Linked DNA regions of Sus scrofa: region 2 is linked to region 1. A link is a contact called in public HiChIP or PLAC-seq data. All regions are on one chromosome and are shown on one strand. Each heading gives the region's core, a stretch centred on a gene start, on an enhancer-like site or on the middle of the called end of the contact. The rest is flanking DNA. Distances are from core to core; before and after follow the strand shown.

Region 1 (3,036 bases), core at 490-2,989:
CGCAACACAGAGGTGGCTGTCATGAGGGCAAGCAAAGCTAGAATCAGCTTCCTTGCAGAAAAATTCATTGCAGGACCTGTTTGCCTTTAAGCTAAACGCCTCAAAATGTGGTGTAGACCAGCAACCAGCAGCAGAATTCCGGGCCCAGGGAGGAAGGCATTTGCTTTAAATTAGTGATGTTCAGACTATCTCTGGTGAAGAACCATTTCTCTCCCCACCCCACCCCAGAGATTGATAAGATCAATACAAACAAATCCCTAGAAACATACACACACACACACACACACACACACACACACACAAAATGAAGCTCCAGAAAAAAGGAATTAAGAAAAAGATGCCGGAGTTCCCATTGTGGCTCAGTGGTTAACAAATCCGACTAGGAACCATGAGGTTGCAGGTTTGATCCCTGGCCTTGCTCAGTGGATTAAGGATCTGGCATAGCCCTGAGCTGTGGTGTAGGTCGCAGACTTGGCTGGGATCCCACGCTGCTGTGGGGTAGGGCGGCGGCTACAGCTCCAATTAGACCCCTAGCCTGGGAACCTCCATATGCCACAGGTGTGGCCCTAGAAAAGACAAAAAAAAAAAAAAAAAAGAAAGAAAGAAAAAGATGCCCAAAACACAAGCTGAGAACTTAAGCGGTGGGTTGCGGAGCTGTATCAGACATAAAAGTACGCTGTCAAACTGCTGTACAAGTTTCTAAACATTTGCTCTCATTGCTGCCCTATCTCCTGGAGAACCGGCCAGGCCTCAGTCGCCGCTCTGAGAAGCGGATCTGAAGGACTCGAAATGCAGAGGTGCTTTGCAGACTAAACAATAACAAACCAAATGAAATCTCCACCAACTGAGATTCTGCAGGAAAGCAGAATGCCAGCACTGCTAAGTGACACACTTTCCTAAACACTGACACAACTCTGGGGGTTAATTCACCCCCAAAATAAAAGCCCCCCCCAAATACTGTTGCCTGTTAAGAGGACTTGGCACTCACGAACTTAACTCACCTGAGAAAACACAGTATAAATGTCCTTGTTGTTACAACACACCTGAGTGTCATTTAAACACACACAAAGTCTAACAATAGCTCCCTTCACAATTCCTAACATGCTTGGCATTTTTCTAAAGGTTAGATTAAGTAGCAGATAACATTTTTAAGAGAAGGCCCAGAATACTGTTTTGTTTTTTTTCTTCTTCTCTGTGAGAACTAATTTATGGCTGGCTAAGCCATGTTGACAGACTTCAGGATTTTATGTTGGGCCTGATTAGAGGCGGGCAGGCAGGCATCCTGCGTTATGAAAGCCCTGCCTTTTTACTAGAATCTTCGATGATTAAGACAGTATTTTAATGCACTCTCTGGGCAGCTGAGCCTTAAAAGAAAAAGAAGTTGTAAAGCAAAAGGCATTTCCTGCATGGCCCCAGGGGAATTTTGAGCCCAGAGCTCCGGGACCCTGTGGGAGGGAGTAATTTCAGCTAATTAAGGGAGAATAGCAAAGCGTTGCATTTGGTCAAAACATTCAGTTGGGTTTCATTTTTGTTGGCATCAAGGAGAGCCGGTCTGGATTTTCTCCCCTCTTTTTCTGCGGATTCGCTGCAGGATCGTAAGGCCCACAGCTCACATACATTAGGGAAAAAGTCAAAGGAAACGCTAAAGTTCAACCAAAGTACAAGTAATTAGAACCAGATTCTCCGCTGCGCGAGTGTGCGCATGCGTGCGCGCGTGGCCCTTTTATGAAAATATAATTTACGCGCCTCCGAGCGTGGGCGTTGGGGGTGGGGGTGGGGGTGGGGGTGGGGGTGGGGATGGGGGGCTCCGTCCTGCCGCTCATTTTATTTTCCAGTCGCCTGCCGGGAGCGGGGGGAGGGGGCGTCCTGCTTTTAATCATCTTTCAGGAGAAGCAGTTGGGTTGCACACACGGGATTTTGCAAATCTGGGAATCGTATTTTGAAATTAGGTAATTGCCAAACAAGAAAAACTCGGCTTTGAAATTGCCCGGCCTTGCTCTGCGGCCGGCTTTGTTATTACTGAGCGGCTCCAAGATGAGTCCCGGGGTATGGGGAGGGGAGGGGAGGGGAGGGCCCTGGCAGTCGTGACTCAGTAACCTGCCCGTGACCCTGAAGGAGTGTGTGTTTGCCCGGGTCACCCGGGATCCTGGCCCAGGGCTGGGGCTAGGTTATGAGAATCCCTGCTATTCTGACCACACACGCAACAGGTGCTGAGCACAGGCAGAGGACAAAAGAAGGGCTGGGCAAAAAGGCTGATTTGTAAGGTCTTAAAGAGAACCTTGCTTTCCAAAGCACGGTCGGGCTCGCAGCATCAGCACCACCTGGAACCCGTTTCAATGAAGACTCTCAGCTCCACCCTAGAAATGCCTCTGAATCAAAACAGGGATCTTAGCAAAATCTCCAGATCACTCCTATGGCACACTAAACATCGGAAACGCCCTGACATAAAAATGTCTTTTTACTGTCCTAACCTCCCTGGAATCCCAGACAATCTGCTGAGTCAATTTGGCACTGCACCTCTGTCGGCTTCCCCTTTGCAGACGTCCTGGCTAAATACTCCACCTTGTTGAGTGCTTAATGCATTAAGATCTTAAGAGCTGTGCTGTGTTTGTGCTCACCAGAAGGCTTCCTCCTCTCCCACGGAATTTTGGCAGTGGATTTTAGTTGGCAGAGGGTTCAATGTTGCACCAGATGAACTGAACTAATAGCATCTGTTATTTACTGAGCACTTACTATGTGCCCAGTAGGAGCTGAGTGTTTGCTTAGTGTGCAAGAACAGAACTCATTGACCCCTCTCCTAAACTACAGGGGAGGGGATGGCCCAGAAGCTGCACCTTGGAATTGGTTAATTTGTTTATTATTATTCGATTTTTTAAAATTTTATTGGAGTATAGTTGACTTAACAATGTTGCATTAGTTTCAGTATACAGCAAAATTTAATCAGTTATACATATACATATAGCCATTCCTTTTCAGATTCTTTCCGGTATTGATTATTAAAGAATGTTGAGTAGAGGTCCCTGTAACAGTAGGTCC
Region 2 (2,700 bases), core at 47-2,546, 68 kb before region 1:
TGGTATTTTTGATCCTTTTAATGTCTGCTTTTCTGGTGGAGTAAAGAACCATAATTCAATTTGATGAACATCATTCTATTATGCAAGAACACAGAACCACGCAAAGGCACTATTTGCAAAACCACACCGGGGTTTGCGTTCTGCCGTCTTAGATCCCATCACCCTCCTGTGATCACCTCCAAGTACTGGCTAGGCCCCAGAAAGCAGGAGGAAGTCCTGACGTCTCCCTTCCTGGGGGGAGGGAAAGCACTCAGAGCTGCATATTTTCACATCTTTGAGAGCTCCGAGTCCTAGGGCACCACCTCCAAGTTTCCATTCAAAGTTGCTCAAGCGCTTTGTCCCGACACTTCCAAGCCACAAAGTGGGAATCCTTCACGCATTACCATTCCTACTTATTTCTCTTTCTGTCCTCATTAAATCCTAGAGTTGACAGAGTTTACTAGAAACAATTTTTATCTTTCCCTTTGGAAGGGCTATGTCACAGCTGCCTTCTGAGTGGGTCCATTGTGAAAGGCCAGTGAAATCCCTTCCTCCTTTTTAAAGATTTAAACAGTGTTGCTGAATCAAAATGCTGTGTCTAAGTCCAACCAAGTGATGTTATTAAACACTCCCAAAAGAAACAAGCAAAGAAGAGGGGACTTGGATCCTCAAACATCAAAATGGAATATTTCTGTTCTAAAATCACTTTGAAAATAAAACAATCCCTAAAATCACTTTGAAAATAAAACAATCAATTTTTTTTTAAAGTCACAGTGGTACGTTATATTGGTGAAATGAAGTTTGGGGACAAGCAAGTGTAAATTTGGGACAAAAACACTTCTCTTGAGGAAATAGAATGTTCTCTTCTTGGTTCCGGCACTAAAAGATGCTTGTCTCCATTAGCCTTGTTCATTAGATCAACAAAACTCTTTGTTTTCCAGTGTGAAAGAGAGAAGGACAGGAAAATAACCACACTACGATGGTCCATATTCTTGATGGCAGACGGGTTTAAGTGCTCAGCACCACTCTAGGAAGGGCAAATTCCAAACTGAACTGTATGCACAGATTTATTGAGCAATTTAGGGGGTCACCCTCCAGAGAACTGCTGCCACTGGGAGAAAGTACTTACAGGGACATGTTCATTGCCCAGAACACAGGGACTGCAGGGGAATTTTGCGTTGCTATTTTCACGGAGACATCTGTTTCCAAACAAAGGGCTCTCTGCCAGCTATTTGAGAGGTACTTGCATACTTATTCAGCCAACTCTCTGTGTTAGGAATTGTCTTTGGGCACTGAGGTTTTATCATCAATATCTATTTAAAGCAGAATGAAGAATAGCTCAAGATGAAAACAGAGGATATTTCCAGCCTAGAATGTGAAACGCTTCCTTTCCTTACAGAGCTGATATCTGGTTTCCCCCGTCTCCTTCCCTGACATTGCCACCTGCCTTCAATCTTCGGTGTGTCTTAGTTTAAAGGGGCTGGGGTTTTTTTGGTTTTTTTTTCCAGTGGTTTATAACATTAGAGTGCACCTTAAGAAGTTACAGACTTGGAGTTTCTGTCATGGCTCAGTGTTTAATGAACCCGACTAGGATCCATGAGTGTGTGGGTTTGATCCCTGGCCTCGCTCAGTGGGTTAAGGATCAGGCGTTGCCGTGAGCTATGATGTAGGTTGCAGATGCGGCTTGGATCTGGCATTGCTGAGGCTGTGGTGCAGGCTGGCAGCTACAGCTTTGATTCAACTCCTAGCCTGGGAACTTCCATATGCTGCAAGAGCAGCCTTAAAAAAAAAAAAGAAAGAAAGAAATTACAGACTTGACGAAATATACTGTATACATGTGTACAGTTTTGAGAGAAAGTGAATCTTCTCTGTTAGGACCTACTGGCAAGTTCTATCTGGTGGCATCCACCATAGAACAAATGATTGCAAGGCTTGATGTCATCAAAGGGCCAAAATGCTAGTACTCACAGGGTGCAAACTAGGGGAGGAAGCAAAAAGGAAAGGGGGGAAATGGGTTCAACATATCAATATATTGATCTGAATCTCTAGCTCTTGGGAAGATCAAATTTCTGGATTCAAAATCTCTACTCCTCAAGTTCTTTTTCCCTCCAACACATTCCAGCACTATCCATTTAATACAAGACAGTAAGCTGAGCACCCAGAAAAAAAGTCTGTGCCTGCCCTCAGGATGCTCACAACCAGTATAGAAAACACCTGTCCCCCCACCCTCTCTCTCTCTCTCTCTCTCACACACACACACACACACCCTAAACTCAAAACAAGTTTGACTTTGAAAGTCATCCAACAGAGGTGCCACTAGTGTGTCACACTGTGGGTGGGTGACCCCTACCTGTACCTGCTGGAGAAGCTTATTGCGTGCTTAGCGTAACCGAGAAGGACCCAACAGGGCAGGCCCATCCCCCGTATCCTCTGATTTAGCTCCTCTCTGAAGTTTAACATGTATCTTGTTGGAGGTTTAAAGGGACATTGTGACCTGACCTCTGTGGACGGCAACAAGAACAAAGGATTTCTGCACCAAGCACACCCCTCCCTCGCCTTGCCTTTAAACATACTTTGCAATTTTGGTTTGGGGAGTTTGGAATATTTAGAGGACACAAGCCACCTGTTTCCTTGCATGGCCCTGCAATATAATACCTTTCTGTGCACCCAACTCTGACGTTTTGGTTTGTTTGGCCTCACTGTGCATTGGGCACAGGGACT

The links. HiChIP or PLAC-seq counts read pairs in DNA pulled down with a chosen protein or histone mark.
Region 2: a contact with region 1 is called in an H3K27ac HiChIP or PLAC-seq map of skeletal muscle. The contact joins two enhancer-like sites. A contact is called at or near these places in 3 of 47 Hi-C or Micro-C datasets (embryonic fibroblasts, fetal heart ventricle and skeletal muscle) and 1 of 2 datasets of contacts at active chromatin or transcription factors (skeletal muscle).

The regions. Positions count from the first base shown.
Region 1 is chr13:12,358,829-12,361,864 of Sscrofa11.1, reverse strand. All of the region lies in intron 1 of RARB (retinoic acid receptor beta), which reads right to left. Among named protein-coding and RNA genes, the nearest start is that of RARB, 24 kb to the right of the region's middle. Within about 2 kb of position 1,739, at least 43 of the 83 cell types and tissues checked have an H3K27ac peak or open chromatin away from gene starts, as enhancers often do. A contact at or near this core is called in skeletal muscle, where this site is marked.
Region 2 is chr13:12,427,142-12,429,841 of Sscrofa11.1, reverse strand. All of the region lies in intron 3 of RARB (retinoic acid receptor beta), which reads right to left. Among named protein-coding and RNA genes, the nearest start is that of RARB, 92 kb to the right of the region's middle. Within about 2 kb of position 1,296, at least 3 of the 83 cell types and tissues checked have an H3K27ac peak or open chromatin away from gene starts, as enhancers often do. A contact at or near this core is called in skeletal muscle, where this site is marked.